Linked DNA regions of Ovis aries: region 1 is linked to region 2. A link is a contact called in public Hi-C data. All regions are on one chromosome and are shown on one strand. The core of a region is the stretch at or near the end of the contact, and the rest is flanking DNA. Distances in the headings are between cores, read along the strand shown.

Region 1 (4,587 bases), core at 1,628-4,127, 51 kb after region 2:
TTAGGGCATTTTGTTTTTCTCCTCCTTGAAGACCAGGATTTGGGATAAAAGCCCAGGGGGTGCCAGTTGTTGCCCTTACCCCACAGAAGGATGTTTCTTGGCAGAGATGCTCCCATGGGGAGACTCGAAGGGCACCAGTCCCGGGCTTGGCACACGGTCAGACTCACATCTCTGAATCGGCTCTTGGATTCATAGAAAGAGAAGAGAGACGTCTTGACCTGGGGACAGCTTGTCTGTGCCAGGCGCCTTCAAGAGTCGCAGACAGAGATTGCATCTGTTTTGCAGATGTACAGACTGAGGCTCAGAGAGGCAAAGTGACTTGACAAAGGTCACACAGCAACTCGCCGGTAAAGCTGCTGTTTGCCATCCAGCAGTCTGGCTCCAGATTGATATTCTGACCCTCACACTCATGTTCTTGGAAGTCACCCAAGGCAGGATGCTACCCCATGGGGCCATCTTCTGTCTGCCTGAATACACCCCTCGATAGGAAGCACACTCCCTCTAAGGCCGTAGTTCCTGATGGGGCCAATTTTACCTCCAGGGGACACTGGGCAGTGTCTAGGGACGTCTTTGATCGTCACATCTGGAGGGGCAGGTTGAGGGGATCACATGGCATCTAGTGGGTAGAGCCCAGGGTGCCGGGGTAGGGGCGCTGCTAAGCATCCTACAGTGTCCAGGGTGGCCCCCACCACAGAGAAGCATCTGGCCCCGCAGGTCACAGTGCCAAGATTGAGAAACCCTGTGTCAGAGCTCAGATTTCTGGTGTCCCGCCCTGATGTGAGTCCCCATTCTCGTTTGGGGAGCGACACGCGGTCACAGGCACGTGGACTGACATCCCAGCATCCAGGCTCTGAGAAAGTATAAGTCACGTAGTACAAGTAGAAGCACAGGCCCGGGACCAGACTGCCTTGCTTCCCAGCCTGGCTCTGCCCTCGTTTAGCCAGGTGACCCTGGGCGAAGCTACCTGGTGTCTTGGTGCCTCGGTTTCCTCATCTGAAATAGGCTCAGTAGTACCTGACTGAGGGCTGTTTCCAGGATTAATTAATAATATCGCTGATGTTTGTTCCGTGTGGTTGTGTTCTGGAGGGCTCTGCCTCCCCCATTTTTTCTTTTTTCTCTTGGCCACACGGCAGCTTGCGGTATCTTAGTTCCTCAGCCAGGAATTGAACCTCAGTGCCAGCAGTGCAAGCATGGAGTCCTAACCGCTGGACCGCCAGGGAATTCCCTCTGCCTTCCCTTTTGAAGCCGCATGTGTATGAACACGTATGCAGTGATATACACATGTGTGCCTGTGTGGATTCGGAAGGCACACGTGCACACATGCTGGTCATGTCTGGCGAGTTGGGGGTGGGTGCGGTCCCTGGCCAGAGCCTGCAGGTGATCACCCGCCTCCACACCCCCAGGGCACGCCGGCCGATGTCCTGTACAAGGGAACCATCACCAGGATCATCGGTGAGGACAGCCCGAGCCGCCTGGACCGCAGCCGGGAGGATGGGCTGCCCAAGGGCCACGTCATCTACGAGGGCAAGAAGGGCCATGTGCTATCCTACGAGGGTGAGTGATGCCACCATGGCTATGAGAAGCTGGTGGGCGGGCAGGGGCTGGGCAGGCCGTCCCGTTCAGGGCTCTTTGATGTCCGGCAAGGACTCCTGAGGAAGAGGACCAATGGGGACCTACAGGTGGTTGTTCATCTGGTCACTTGATGTTTACTGGGGGCCACCCATATGCCAGGGGCTGGGGGTCCAGCAGATGAAGCCCCCTCAGAAGGCTCTCAGGACAACCCCCCCTCCCGAGGTACAAATGGAAAGTCACCTTGTTAATCTTGTCATTAAACCTGTCTGTATCCACTGTGGCTTATTCACCAAACCCCAGACTTTGGTGTTTCTGGAGCTGGTCAAGAGAGAATTTTCCAGAAAATATGGTTGGGGTTAAAGGGCAGCCAGATGTCTTCAGAAAACAAGTCTGGGGGAGTGTGTTGCCCTCCTGTCAGCTGTGTGTGGTTGAGAGCCGAGGAGGAGTGTGTTCCCATTTTCCAGGTGTGGGAGCTGAGGTACAACGATGTCCAGTGGCCCCTCAAAGAACAGGATCCCTGGGACGGGGGTAGGGGAAGTCTTTGGTCCATTGAGGGGGGTTCCTCACGAGGCAGGGCTGGGGTGACACCAGGAAGCACAATCAGAGAGGTGGTGACCTCCCCGTCCCTGTAGGTATGTAAGTCACGTAGGTATGTAAGTCAGAGCAGGTAAAGATCAGCCTTAGCTGCCTCCCACCTCTCCTTCGTTCTTTACAGTTTAGGAAGCAGACTTACGGCCAGCCTTGCGAGTGAGGGAACAGGCCCAGGGAGCAGAAGCCCCAAGCTCACACCCCTAGGCCTCTGGCCCTGGCAAAGGCTGCGCTCTCTGATTGACGGCACGAGGGTGGCAGGCAGGGGCGGTAACTAGTGACACGCTGCCCCCTTACGCCCTAGGCCCCCCACTTCAGCGCTCCTCACTCCACTCACCCTCCCTGGGTTCCGCTTCCCCACCCGGGAGCCCTGCCTGGAAGGAATTAAGGGAATCAAGGGCTGAGATGTCAATTTCCTGGCAGCCTTGGGCACCCAGGGGTGCAGAGATAAAAGCCGCTAATGGGCGCCCCTCTCAGCCGCTGGCAGCCGTAGAGCCGCAAATTGCTTCTCCTCCAATGGGCGGGTGCTTTTTCTTCACTATCCGCCTCCACCGGCCCAGCACCCAGCCCCCATGGCCCCCCAGGTCCTGGGAAGCGGAGGTGGTACCATGGGGCTTAGGTACTTGCCTTTCTCTGCTACCGAGTGGTGGAGACAGCCTTGGGGACTGGCTGTCAGTCGCGTTCTGACAGTACCTGGCTGAGTGCCCTGGGGGATGGCCAGGGGCCCTGAGAAGGGCAGACAGAGAGGCAGTTCAGGGTGTTGTGAGTGGGGAGCCCTGGGTGGCATCCCGGCTCAGGCCTCCAGATCAGTTCTTGAGCCCCTGCAGGCCTTAGGCTTAGCATCCGCAGAATGGGTGTCTGTCAAGGCCTTTCATTTCTCATGTGCTTCCTGGGGCCTGGGGACTAGTGATGCCAGTGGCAGGCAGTAGATGGCAGGGAGACTATGGCAACCCTGGGAGTGACGGCCATCTCTACAGGGGCCCCTGCCTCTGTTCTCCGGCAGCTGATTGTCACCCTGTAACAAGTGCAAGCTCGCCAGCCAGACTTCTGATCTCTCCATTTTTATCTGACGTCTCCTGGTGTTTAAACATCAGCAATCAATTTTGAGAAAAATTAGGAGCGGTGATACCATCTATCCGCCAGCCACTAGTTTGTAACCCCGTGGAGGAGCTCCTGCTCTGAGGATCCCTCGGGGTCGTGATGGAAATCCGTGAGAGCCAGGGTACCCGTTATTCTAAGGGGCCGGCCTGGGGCATGCAGGACTTGCTTCTGATACCCACAGACTCCGCCACCCCTGGAAGGAGAGGCCAACTCAGGATCCCCCAGCCCAATGGGCAAAACGGAACCGTGGCCTCCTCGGGGGCCCCCTCCTGGCTGCTCAGACCCATGGCCATGGCACATGGCCAGCACCCATGTGCCCAGCCTGATGTGCCCGCCCTCTGGGCTCAGCCTGGCTGGATGAGGCCACCCGTGCTGTGGACCCTCCTTGTCCCTCCCACGTCTAACCAGACACACACTCTCCCCACGTGGACACAGATGCACGTGGTGTTTTGCATGTGGCCTCATGTTCACAGTGGACACACACACACAGTGTCACACGTTGCACACACACAGACCCACATTGACACACAGGGATGGTTGTGCCAACCCTGCATGTTCACACTCAGCTGGTGCATCTTTGCTCACATGCACGTGGTTCTGCACGTTCACGTCACACGTCCGCTCCCACGAGTGTTTGTCTGTGCACACTCACATGCCTGTGGACAGTCAAAGGTGCAGACCCACCAACCAGCAGAGCAGGCCCTGGGCTGGACTGCCGGCTGGGGGTTCCTGCGGGAAGGCCCAGCTGGGCCCGGCTTCAGCCGCGTGGCTGACGGGCTCTCGTGACGGGGGTCCGTTTGAGCCGCTGTCGCCCTCCGGCCCTCCAGGTTGCTGGCCCTGGGCTCGGTGCACACAGCCTCCCGGGGCTGCCCTGCATCGTGACCGTGGTCTGGTTTCCAGGTGGCATGTCCGTATCCCAGTGCTCCAAGGAGGATGGCAGGAGCAGCTCAGGCCCTCCCCACGAGACGGCCGCCCCCAAGCGCACCTACGACATGATGGAGGGCCGCGTCAGCCGGGCCATCTCCTCAGCCAGCATCGAAGGTGTGTACCCTGCCCGGCTCCCGATTCTGGGGGTGGAGCAGGGGCCGTAGGACCTGCCCTGGGGGCTTCCCCACTTGCTGGGTTACATCAGCTCCCCCTGGGCGGAGTGCGGGAATAGTTATCCCGACTTTACAGATAGGAAAGCTGGGTGTTTCTGAGGCTCCGTCCAGAGGTGGCACAGGGCCCAGAAAGCGGGCCACTTGCCAGCTGGGCCCTCTATCGCCACCACCATTAACATCAGCTCGGGGACTGGGTGGCTGGAGGGACCTGCTGGAGGGAGGCAGG
Region 2 (4,118 bases), core at 843-3,342:
CCTGGGTTCACACTGCTGCAGTCTCAGAAAGCCGATGGTTCCCATGAATACCCAGACCCCCGCTCTGTACAGATCGCCTGTAGCTGACCCCTGTGCTCAGCCGCATAGTGAATCATAAATTAAAACTACAGAGAAGGGCGGGGGATTAGGGGAGGTGGGGTCTCAGGCCAAGGCAGCCTGCGCTGGGGATCAGCATGTGTTCCTGGTATGGAGGAAAGATGGGGAGAAAGGGAGCCCCCTGCCCTATGCCCTCACCTTCTCCATCTGCTTGGGTTTCTTTCTCCTTGGTTTAAATGTTGGTGTGACCACACCCCTCAGCACACATTGAAAGGCTTTGCATTTCGTTTTTTTAAATTTCATTGACTCCTGGGGTTGGAAAGATGGTCTGCTTTGGCAGCTGCTCGAAAGGAGCACTTTGGGGGTGGCTAAGAGAATCAGTGTGTGGCTTAAAAGAAATCAGGCAGGACAGAAAGGAAGTCAGGTGGCAGTGTGGGGAGGAGCTCGCCTGCCCTCCCTGTCTTGGTGAGGGCAGGGTCAGCAGGCTGGCTGACTGGGGCAGGTTGGCCAGTGGCAGCTTCACTCACTCGGGAAGGAGATGAAAGGAATAGGCCTGCAGGAAGGGGGCTGGTTTTGTTGTAAGCCCCTTTGATCTCTCCTGTCCAGCAGGCCTGCTGTCTTCCCCTTCAAGGGCTGACTCACTGGAGAGGAAGACCAGGCCCACGGCAGCAAAAGCAGGCCCTCGTCATAGCAGCAGCCATCCTGAATGGGCCTGGGGACAGCCCTTCCGTCTACCCATTTTACAGATGTGGAGACTGAGGCCTGGAGAGCTGGCCTGAGCTTTTGTCTGGGGCAGTCAGGCAAGCAGGCAGGCAGGGAACTCAGGCTGTGACCCAGTTTTCCCTGTGTTCACCCTGCTCTTGCCTGAAGCTGACCAGGGCCCCACCCTCCTGCCTTGGGGCTCCCACCACGCTTAAATCCTGGTGCCAGATGCCAACTCTGTAAGCATTCGCTCGTTTTGGCCTCCCCATGCCTGGCTGAGGGGTAGGCATGCTTTCAAAGGGAAGAATCGGAGCACAGAGAGCTTAAGACTCTCATCCAAGGTCACGCAGTCACCAAGTGCCAGAGGCCAGGGGTCTGACACGAGCACTTTCTATACCTTGCCCTTTGACTCCTGCCTCCCAGTGCCCCAGATTGTGGGGCTTTCTGCCCAGCTCACAGTGTAGGTGTTGGAGAAGGGGGCTCCCGCGGACTCCCCCTCCCCTCCAGCTCTCAGTCCAGGTGCAGAGCCTTGCCTGCCTGACTGTGTCCTTCTCTCCCCCACTGCCCCCTGCCTTCCCCTGGGGCCTGGCAGCAGCAGCAGCAACAGCAACAGCAGCAGCAGCAGATGCCCCGCAGCAGCCAGGAGGAGAAAGATGAGAAGGAGAAGGAGAAGGAGGTGGAGAAGGAGGAGGAGAAGCCTGACGTGGAGAATGACAAGGAGGAGCTGATCAAGTAAGGCCAGCCCGGTGGTCCTGCGGGGGGCCCGGCCACAACCCCCAGGTGGCAGGCGGGCGGGCAGGCTAGCAGGGGGGCCATGGTTGGTACTCAGCCTGCAGGCCACCCGCCCTCCACCCTCCGTAAAGGCGTGTGAGCATTTGCCGTCTATCTACAGCAGATCTCCTGCTGAGAAGGGAAGCGCTTTCTCCTTTGCCGGTCCCCTGGCAGCACGCACCCCCCTCCTCCTCCCTTCCGGAAGCCTGTTCCTCTCTCTTTCCTCCACCTGCCCGCCTTTCTCTTGAAGCCTCTGGAGACCTTAGAGACTGATGGCTCATTTGAGCTCTACTCCTGAGCTAATAAATCCAGGCAATGACTTTGGAACTCTTTGCCTCACCCCCCTGCCCCACCTCCCCGTCTTCTCCCCTTTCCTCCGCTGAGTCTCCTGAGATGCTGAGAGCGGGAGGGGGGCAGATCTGAGAGGACGAGGTACACGCAGGCGGCAGCCCTCACCTTTAGAATTATTGCTGTCAGTGTGAGTTCTTGCAGATCAAGGCACAGCCTCGCCTCGGGGCCCCTGACGGCCTCCCGTGCCTGCCAGGGGTGGAGCACCGCCAGCTGGAGATTCACTCCGAGCAAGGGGTGAAGGGGGGGGCGGGCACAACTTAGCGCCAGGTACCTGGAGCAAGCTCAGGAATGTGGCTTCTGAGAACATCTGGCTTCGTTACCCCCTGTCTGCCAGACGTTCCTGCGAGGGCCTTCAAGAAGATGAATGGAAGGTGGTGGTGATAAATCTGAGCGGCCCTGCAGTAAACTCCCCTGAGTCGGCTTCTAAGAAGAGTCCCAGCCCCAGCTATTGAGGTCACATGCTCCCCACACACCTGACTCGGCCTGCATCAGGCCGGCGGAATACTCTCCTCTTGCGTTTTCTGCAAGCCCCAGTGGCCCGTGATAACACAGAAGGCAGAGTTAGCATTGTTGGTAGGGAGGGGGACATCTCCTCTGTGGGGAGTAAAGTAGCCTGAAGGGTGTACCAGCCTGCACCCCTATGCATTTAATCCAGTAAGCTTGCAAACGGATAGCAGAGAGCATCTCTAGTTGATGTATAAAATGGGCTTGCAGGGCTTCCCTGGTGGCTCAGTGGTAAAGAATCCACCTGCCGATGCAGGAGACACAGGTTCGATCCCTGGTCCGGGAAGATCCCACATGCCTTGGAGTAACCAAGCCCGTGTGCTACAGCTACTGAGCCTACAAGCCTGGAGCCCGGGAGCCACAACTCCTGAAAGCCCATGTGCCCTAGAGCTGGTGCTCTGCAACAATAGAAGCCACTGCAATGAGAAGCCTGATCACAACTAGAGAGTAACCCCCACTCTCCACAACTAGAGAAAAGCCCTTGGAGAAATGAAGACCTACCTACCCCGGCCAAATAAATAACTTAAGAAAAAATGGGTTTGCAGATAGCCACCAGCCCATACCCACACTGGATGAATAAAATAAGGCAATCAGTTACCTACCAGCCCACATCCCTGTTGGAGAATAAAGCAGATGACAGCTACCAGCTCTCACCTCCCTTTTGATAAATAAGATGGCATTGCAGACCTCTAGCAGCCTCATTCCCTCAATCTGGTGAATAAAGGAGCCTTGCAGATTGCTACCGCATTACCCCGAGCTTTCCCCCTTTTTTCCGCTCCCTTGGGCTAGTAGAAAATCGCTGGCAGCCAGCGCTCATCTTGCTAAAGAAAAGCGGCTGTCTTGAAACTGCCGTTTAGGTTCCTGGCCCAGGTGAAACCATCCTTGCCTCCCCTCTCTGGCCTTAGGGAGAAGACGGACGACACCTCTGGGGAAGACAACGATGAGAAGGAGGCAGTGACCTCCAAAGGCCGGAAAACCGCCAACAGTCAGGGGAGACGCAAAGGCCGCATCACCCGCTCGATGGCCAACGAGGCCAACAGCGAGGAGGCCGTCACCCCGCAGCAGAGCGCTGAGCTGGGTGAGTCTTGGGCTGGGGATTCAGAATCCCAGCATTCGTTGCAAACTTGCTATTTGACCTCTCTGTGTCCTGATGGCTTCATCAGCACCAGGGTTGTGAGTAATGCTTATAACTTGTAGGGTTGAGCATTTCAGTGACTTTGCGTGTAGGAAGAGCCTAGAACAGTGCCTGGGGCAGGTTCTCTGCCCTTCAGCTGTGATCCTTCCAGAATTGGAGAATTCACCTACAAATCCAGAGCACCAGTTTGGTTTTGTTTTTCAATCAGAAGATCTGCCCTCGGGTCTTCCCAAGGCTTTCACTGCCGGCAGCCTGGGTTCAATTCCTGGTCGGGGATCTAGAATCCTGTAAGCCACACAGCATGGCCAAAAACCCACCCCTTTTCAAGAGGGCCTGAGAGCTGCTGTCCCTTCCAGCCCTGGGAGGCATCTGGGTTTGTACGGTCACCTCTGTGGGTCTCAGTTTCTCCTGCTCAACAGATGCCCACCCCTAGGTGCTCTGAACCTAAGGTCAGGGAAAAAAGAATTACATAGCAATTCCCAAGTTTGGCCACAGGGGGGCAGCCGGTGTGTGCTTGTCTATACCATTTTGGCTGTTTGTAGCCTGCCCTCTTGTGTCTGCGGGAACTCCCACCGGAGGCCTGAGTGCTCAGGCTGAG

Evidence for each region. A called contact is a pair of places that touch in the nucleus more often than the background predicts.
Region 1: a contact with region 2 is called in a Hi-C map of muscle, with 4 times the contacts expected there. The contact joins two enhancer-like sites. A contact is called at or near these places in 7 of 16 Hi-C or Micro-C datasets (hypothalamus, liver, mesenteric adipose tissue and 4 more).

Annotation. Positions count from the first base shown.
Region 1 is chr17:51,468,309-51,472,895 of ARS-UI_Ramb_v3.0, forward strand. NCOR2 (nuclear receptor corepressor 2) reads left to right here. Exons shown (of 50, transcript XM_060401093.1): 31 at 1,404-1,554; 32 at 4,162-4,302. Among named protein-coding and RNA genes, the nearest start is that of RFLNA, 45 kb to the right of the region's middle. Within about 2 kb of position 2,878, at least 7 of the 54 cell types and tissues checked have an H3K27ac peak or open chromatin away from gene starts, as enhancers often do.
Region 2 is chr17:51,417,784-51,421,901 of ARS-UI_Ramb_v3.0, forward strand. NCOR2 (nuclear receptor corepressor 2) reads left to right here. Exons shown (of 50, transcript XM_060401093.1): 17 at 1,352-1,491; 18 at 3,291-3,463. Among named protein-coding and RNA genes, the nearest start is that of RFLNA, 95 kb to the right of the region's middle. Within about 2 kb of position 2,093, at least 3 of the 54 cell types and tissues checked have an H3K27ac peak or open chromatin away from gene starts, as enhancers often do.